Linked DNA regions of Mus musculus: region 1 is linked to region 2. Evidence: chromatin contacts called from public HiChIP or PLAC-seq data. All regions are on one chromosome and are shown on one strand. The core of a region is the stretch at or near the end of the contact, and the rest is flanking DNA. Distances in the headings are between cores, read along the strand shown. Region 1 has its middle 28 kb from the start of Gm26160. Region 2 holds the start of Clec2d (C-type lectin domain family 2, member d).

What was found. HiChIP or PLAC-seq counts read pairs in DNA pulled down with a chosen protein or histone mark.
Region 1: an H3K27ac HiChIP or PLAC-seq map of heart atrium shows a contact between it and region 2, with 14 read pairs. The contact joins the enhancer-like site here to the promoter of Clec2d in region 2. A contact is called at or near these places in 4 of 39 promoter capture datasets (the 3T3-L1 cell line, the C10 cell line and liver), 1 of 15 datasets of contacts at CTCF or cohesin (CD8 T cells) and 1 of 115 datasets of contacts at active chromatin or transcription factors (heart atrium).

Annotation. Positions count from the first base shown.
Region 1 is chr6:129,144,554-129,148,509 of GRCm38.p6, reverse strand. No RefSeq gene overlaps it. Among named protein-coding and RNA genes, the nearest start is that of Gm26160, 28 kb to the left of the region's middle. Within about 2 kb of position 2,454, at least 15 of the 459 cell types and tissues checked have an H3K27ac peak or open chromatin away from gene starts, as enhancers often do.
Region 2 is chr6:129,178,587-129,182,425 of GRCm38.p6, reverse strand. Clec2d (C-type lectin domain family 2, member d) reads right to left here and starts at 1,811. Exons shown (of 5, transcript NM_053109.3): 1 at 1,679-1,811. The coding sequence starts at 1,745.

The sequences.
Region 1 (3,956 bases), core at 1,205-3,704, 35 kb after region 2:
ATTGTTCTTCTGGTGATTCTGTTACCGTCTATCAGCAGACCTGGGAGACAGACTCTCTCCTCTGAGTTTCAGTGCTCAGAGCACTCTCTGCTGGCAAGCTCTCCTCTTACAGGGAAGGTGCACAGATATCTTGTGTTTGGACCTCCTCCTGGCCGAAGAAGAAGGCCCAAAACAGGACCTTTCCCAGAAGCTGTGTTGCTTTGGCAGGTCCCAGAAGCTGTCAGCTTCTGTGGTGCACACTCTCACCTGTGCAGACTAAGTTCCTAAGTTCAGCGGAGTCCCGGAACCAAGATGGCGCCCGCTGCTCCTGAGACAGAGGGCTTCCGAGCCAGGTGGACACCTGTCCTCTGGTCGGGAGGGTGGCCGGCTGTCTGCAGCCTGAAAAGGGTGCTGCCTCAGCGGCTCTGTGGCTCTGCCTATCCCAGAAGCTGTTCAGTTCTGTAGTGCACCCTCTCACCTGTTCAGACTAATTTCCTAAGTTCGGCGGAGTCCCCAAGGCAACTCTTATAAAGACAATATTTAGTTGGAGCTGGATTACAGTTTCAGAGGTTCAGTCCATTATCATCAAGGCAGGAGCATCTAGTGATCTTTATCATCTAGAGAAATATTGACACATAGTAGGTGGTTATATCTCTGAATGAATGAATGAGCTCTGTATACATTTTATCCATCCTACTATCAAAGCAAACATTTTGTCATTTGGTCACAAAGCAGGTCACTGCCCATGTTCCACTTTCTGTGTTTGCTTGTTTGTTTGTTTGTTTGTTTGTTTGCTGAGATATCTAATCCTTATGCTGGGAATTTCCCACAGTTTGAGCCATCTAGAGAATGGGTTGGTTCAGTTGGTTCAGCTTGGTTCAGTTCTTTCACTACTGGGTCACACACCACATTGGCTTTATTCTACTAATTTTGTCCTTTAGCTTCTCCATTCAAGCAGATATCTGTAGGATCATAATCACAATGAGGATAGACAAATTTTCTAGCCTCTTGATTAGGGATCATGAACAGTAGTGTTGAGGAAATCTCATAGTTTTTCTCAAACTGCATATTTTACTTCCATTTCAACAAGCTCCTCCCCTACTTTTGCTAAGCAGGAACACAGCAGAAGGAAACATGCTTCTTTCTATCATGCTGGCTCACTTAGATCCTCCTAGCAGTGTAAAAGCCTCCACTTACTCTTGACCCTGATGTGAAGATGAAGCTAATGACTCAAGATATTTTCCTGATTTTAACTTTAATACTTCCTAAACAAGCATAATTTAATATTGATAATCACATAGCTTTCAAAATACAGGGATGATATCAAATTGAAAATGGTACCGTGTTATTGATATTAGTAAGTCCGTATGGGTCACAGAGTTCAGTGCTATCTCAGGACAATTTGACACATTTTCTACCTCAGTTTCTGGTCCCTTTTCATACTGTTCATGTCATGTTATCCTCTTGAGTATTACCTCAGTCTTGCACATTATTTCACTAAGATTACTAAACTCTCTGGCAGAAAAGAGGGCTGATTTTGCCAAATGCTAGATTCTAGGGGTGCAACTGCAGTAGAACTGAGCCAGAAAGTCTGTTCTGTACCAGGCAATGTGTAAGCTTTTTATCTCTGAAGCTGTGGATATCTGCAAGCAAGGTGTCCTACACCATCACCACCAACAGAACCACTGCTAAAAAGCCACAGGTTTCTAATTAGTGTGTGTGTGTGTGTGTGTGTGTGTGTGTGTGTGTGTGTGTGTGTGTGTATGAGTATGTATTTGTGACAGCAAATGTGTGGCTGTAGGTGTGTATATGTATGTGTGTGTGTGTGTGTGTGTGTGTGTGTGTGTGTGTGCATGTGTGCATGAGGGTACATGATTGCCACACTAGGTGTTGAGATCAGAGAACAACTTTCAGGAGGTGATTCTCTTTCCAGCAAAGGTATTAAAAATTGCACTCCAGTTGTCAGGTGTCTGCAGCAAGTACTTTTACTTGAGAAATCATCTCACCATCCCAAAGCAATCAGTTAAAATTATAATATATCTAAAGAGGCTTATATCTAGAATATATACAAGTTTCAAAAGGAGAAATAGCACCATTTACCTGAGGGGAAAGATGGGGGGACCTAAGTGTCTTTACATTACCATAGACTCTTGATGTGTTCTTTGTAGGCAGGAGATGGGAACTGTGATCAGTGACAGACTCTAAGTTCTGTGAGGCTAAATGAACACCAGGAAATCTATGGTGAATGCTCTACTCTCTGAGTCCACATACACCCACACTTGCAGCTGAGGGTGTCTCTCTATTAAACGCTGTGTCCATTAAGGCCGCACAGTTTACAGGATTTCATCTTTGAAACAGAAGATGTAACAGATGATCTAATCTGGACTTTTTGTTTTTCTCCCTTTAACCATCTGCTTTGAGTTACTTCTTCAGGCCCCAGGGTAAACAAAACACTAAATCTTCAATTAAAACTTCATGGATTCCACCCCTCCCCAGTTCCAGGAATTATTCTATGCCACATTGTACAAATTAAATATGTGTAAGTTTCTGGTGCTATTTGAGATGAATTGAACTATAACATCCTCCTGATATATCCATGTTATGAAGGAAGCTGTGAAGTGTGGAAATAATAACATAAATGTAGTGTTAAAACAAAACAATAATGTCTGACACAATAGGAAAAGCAATGAGGAAGGAGCCACACATGTCTGTTACAATTGTCCTGAAGATCCACACGGATGTAGCAATGTTCAAGCTAAGGATTTTGTCTGTCAGAGCAACAGGGAGTGGAAGACTTGGAACTATGGGATATACTAATTCCTCCAAAGATTTTCACACCTAGATCCTTAAAGCAAGGACTACAAATGCCCCCAAGTCAGACATTCTCATATCACAAGTGAAAAAGAAGAAGAAAAGCAAAGATTTCCTTAAAGTGTTTGATGAGAGTGGAATTGTACCAGGTGCTAGCAATTACATGGCAGTGGCTGCAATCTGATGGCTGTGAGTTCCAATAAAGAAGGGGTGTATACATACAACATTATTACAAAGTGAGGGAAAGCCAGTGTGAGGGTCTTACAACTCACTTAAGACTCAGTGAAATGGAGAGCCAGGCTACCTTTTGGGTGAACTGGGTGGATAGTCCCATGATCCCCAGAGGACTCCCCACTCTCCACTTCCACGGAAATATAGGATCCCAGAATCCCAGATGCTTGGTCACACTAGGATCCCAAGGTCTCAGAGGAAGCTTAACTGCCAAGAACTCTGAAACACCCAGAATCTCAGGATCACAGGATCACAGAATCACAGAGAAAGCTGGACTCTGAGGAGTTCTGACTCAACTAGGATTACAGGAAGTACAGGCTATACAGCACAGATATATATACAGCACAGATATATCAAGGGCAGAGAGCACTTGAGATATCTACACTTTGCACCAGAGTGACTGGAATTGTGGCTGTCCTGATTATAGGATTTTAACTTATCTGAAATAACTGTTTTTTAATAAGTGTGTTGGGTTCCCCTCACACACCCCCACACCCCCGCTTTTATTTTGTACTTGCCTCCACTGGGAAAGATGAAGAGAACACATTTCTCTGATATCCATAAACATGAAAGCACGTGAAATCTCAAAAAAAAAAAAAAAAAAAAAAAAGAATAGAAGCAACAGAAACCAAGGTTACTTGGAATCATCACAACCCAACTCTCCCACCTTAGCAAGTTGTGGATACACCATTACACATGAGAAGCAAGATTCAGATCTAAAATCACTTCTCATAATGATGATAGAGGACTTTAAGAAGGGCATAACTCACTTAAAGAAATACAGGAGAACACAGGTTAAACAGCTAGAAGCCCTTAAAGAGGAAAACAAAAAAATCACTTAAAGAATTACTGGGAAACACAATCAAAAGGTGAAGGAATTGAACAAAACCATCCAGGATCTAAAAATGGAAGTAGAAACAATGAAGAAATCACAA
Region 2 (3,839 bases), core at 562-3,061:
TGGATAAAAATATGGGAGCATTTTAACAAGCTTACCAAAATCATGTGAAAAAAATAATATTAGTCTAAAATAACAAGAACTCTTAACAAGTTAGGAATTAAAGGAACACATTTATGGTTATTGGGCATTTCAAAAACTCAGAATGGTAATTTTATTTATTTAGAGTTCTACACCAGCATTTCTTATATGATATTAAGAGTAAGATTTACAGATAATCCTCTGTGTTTACACCAGTATAATTCTGATACTGTCTGTTTCCTTCTAATATGTAAACAGGAATTTTGCTGTATACACACAGATCTCCTTCTAAATTCGAATGTGTTCCATAGCACAATTTGAACATAACTTTCCTGTCTTTATTTAAAAGTAATGTTGGAAATGATCTCTCAAAAAACCCAAAGAAATGAAGTATTGCTGGCCTGGTTTTTAGCTTACTTAAAAACTGTTTCAATGATAAAACAAGCTACTGCTTCAAAGGAGTGAAGTTGTGTAATGCCTGCAGCTAGTTATACAACAGCTGCACTTGAGACAGGAGCTCCACATTCACAAGACAGGCTTCAAAATGCCTGCAGCTAGCTATGCAACAGCTGCACTTGAGACAGAAGCTCCACATTCTCAGGAAATGTTTCCAATGGCTAAATATTTGTGTATTTGATTTTAAAAAGTCAACCCTGCTGAGGCAGAGGGAGCAGGAGTTCCAGGCCAGCTTGGGGTAAAGTATGAGACTTTGCCAAAGAATCAATCAATCAATCAATCAGTCAGTCAGTCATCATCATCCTCAGTAATAATAATTTATTATAATTTATTATTATTATTATTATTATTATTATTTCAGAATACTTGGTTTAAGTGATAAACATTAGCATTTGTTGGGAATTTTGTATTTTGATAGATGTCAATCTTACTTTCTCAAAATTCAGTAGTCTTTCCACAAATTAAAAAAAAAAAAATTAATGTGAAGAAACAGGAATGAGGGGGAAAAGGAAAATAAAGGAACACAATATAATGGAGCATAGACAGTTTGAAACACAAGAAACACAATTTTGCTTCCTTTCTGAAGAATTAAGTAGGAAACCCCATTATATTCTTTTTCTGTAACTTATCAAGAGCTCAAAACAGAAAGGATTTGGTCCTGAGTAGGTTCAGCGCCCCCCACCCCCACCCCACCCCAAGCCACCCCCTTACAATTCTATTTTAATTACAATGGATCTGCAAAACACAAGCTCCAAGCTTCCCAGGCAACTTCTGCCACTATGCACATTGCAAAGCTGTTGTCTGAGTTTCCTTCACTCAGGGACTTAAAGCAAACGTTTACTACAGCAATTTGATGTAATCCACCAGACTGTAACTTACCAGATCCCTGGGAAGAGTGGACTAGCAAGCTAAGTACAAAGCGAGAACGCTGTGGCTACAGCTCTGGCAGTTAGAAGGTGACTCGCTGCTCATTTCTCTTGCCTGAGAACTATTCGAGTATTGTATGCTCCGATAGAATAACTAATGTAACAACCTCATAGCTAATCCCGACTGCATTCTCCTGCTCTGCAGACCCACAGTGACGGGCTCACAGACGCCCTTCTGTTCTTAATCTTTTGTTCAAGGTTCAACTCTTTTGCCTTCCTGCCCTGTTTGAAACTCCTCTCTGCCCCTCCCATTGGTTCAAATACTATTGAATACTTACCCACTTCTACCTCCTGCGGGCTGCCTGTGGGACTAAGCATAGGTAGGGAAGCCTTTGTGACACACATCTCAGAGCTGAGGAGCTGAGTTTCCACTACAGGATTGAAACTTGAAAGCTGAGAGGCACAAATACGTGGGGAGGTTTCAGTATTTAGCTAATCCTGTAGCTCCTCCTTTCTGTACATACACACACGCTTGGTTGGCTCAGGGCCTAACAAAATCTCATTGGGAAACGCATTTCAAGGTCAGGAGCCACACTGGCGCCATCTGGAGACTGACTTTCCTGTTTGCTTCTGGTTTACTTTGTGTTTCGTTTCTCTTTCAGCACACTCTGATTTAGAAACATAATTCAAGCTGACCTTACTGAGGTCACAGGGATTTTCTTTTTTTTTTTTTTTTAATATTTTTTATTAGGTATTTTCCTCATTTACATTTCCAATGCTATTCCAAAAGTCCCCCATACCCTCCCCCCCCCACTCCCCTGCCCACCCATTCCCACTTTTGGCCCTGGCGTTCTCCTGTACTGGGGCATATAAAGTTTGCAAGTCCAATGGGCCTCTCTTTACAGTGATGGCCGACTAGGCCATCTTTTGATACATATGCAGCTAGAGTCAAGAGCTCTGGGGTACTGGTTAGTTCATAATGATGTTCCACCTATAGGGTTGCAGATCCCTTTAGCTCCCTGGGTACTTTCTCTAGCTCCTTCATTGGGGACTTTGTGCTCTGTCCAATGAATGACTGTGAGCATCTACTTCTGTATCTGCCAGGCACTGACAAAGGCCCTCAGGAGACAGCTATAGCAGGCTCTTGTTGGCATCTGCCTAGTGTCTGGGTTTGGTGGTTGTTTATGGAATGGATCCCCAAGTGGGGCAGTCTCTGGCAGTCTCTTCCTTCAGGCTCTGCTCCAAACTTTGTCTCTGTAACTCCTTCCATGGGTATTTTGTTCCCCCTTCTAAAAAGGATTCTGAGCTTCTGGGCTAATGTCCACTTACCAGTGAGTGCATATCATGTGTGTTCTTTCCTGATTGGGTTACCTTACTCAAGATGATATCCTCCAGATCCATCCATTTGTCTAAGAATTTCATGAATTCATTGTTTTTAACAGCTTTGAACCTCTTACCCTTTCTTATCACAGGCCTGCAACAGTTCTGGGAAACAGAGAACCCTGGGGAGATCAAAAAAACCAAACAGATTTTACTGCGTAATAAATATTTATATCCAATAGTCACATTCAACTATTTGAAACACTGGAGAGTTACCCATTTGGCCCATTAAAAAACTACTTTATTTCTTGAGCGGGGCATATCTATGCCACAGCATATGTGTAGGAGTCTGTCCTCTCCTGCTGCCCTGTTCTCCTGTGATCCAGGCCAGATGGTCAGGATTATGTGGCAAGAGCTTTTAAGCCCTGAGTCCATCTCCTTTGAAAAAATACAACTGTAACTTACTTATTAATTTGTCTTGGTTAAAGTTTTGAAAGAAAGCTGTCAACTCTTTTTTTTATTACATATTTTCCTCAATTATATTTCCAATGCTAGCCCAAAAGTCCCCCACACCCTGCCCCCCACTTTCCTACCCACCCATTCCCATTTTTTTGGCCCTGGCATTCCCCTGTACTGGGGCATATAAAGTTTGCGTGTCCAATGGGCCTCTCTTTCCAGTGATGGCCGACCAGGCCATCTTTTGATACATATGCAGCTAGAGTCAAGAGCTCCGGGGTACTGGTTAGTTCATAATGTTGCACCTACAGGGTTGCAGATCTCTTTAGCTCCTTGGATACTTTCTCTAGCTCCTCCATTGGGGGCCCTGTGATCCATCCAATAGCTGACTGAGAGCATCCACTTATGTGTTTGCTAGGCCCCGGCCTAGTCTCACAAGAGACAGCTATATCAGGTTCCTTGCAGCAAACGCTTGCTGGTGTATGCAATGCTGTCATTGTTTGGAGGCTAATTATGGGATGGATCCCTGGATATGGCAGTCTCTAGATGGTCCATCCTTTTCTCTCAGCTCCAAACTTTGTCTCTGTAATCCTTCCATTGATGATTGTTTCCAATTCTAAGAAGGGGCAAAGTGTCCACACTTTGGTCTTCGTTCTTCTTCAGTTTCATGTGTTTTGCAAATTGTATCTTATATCTTGGGTATCCTAAGTTTCTGGGCTAATA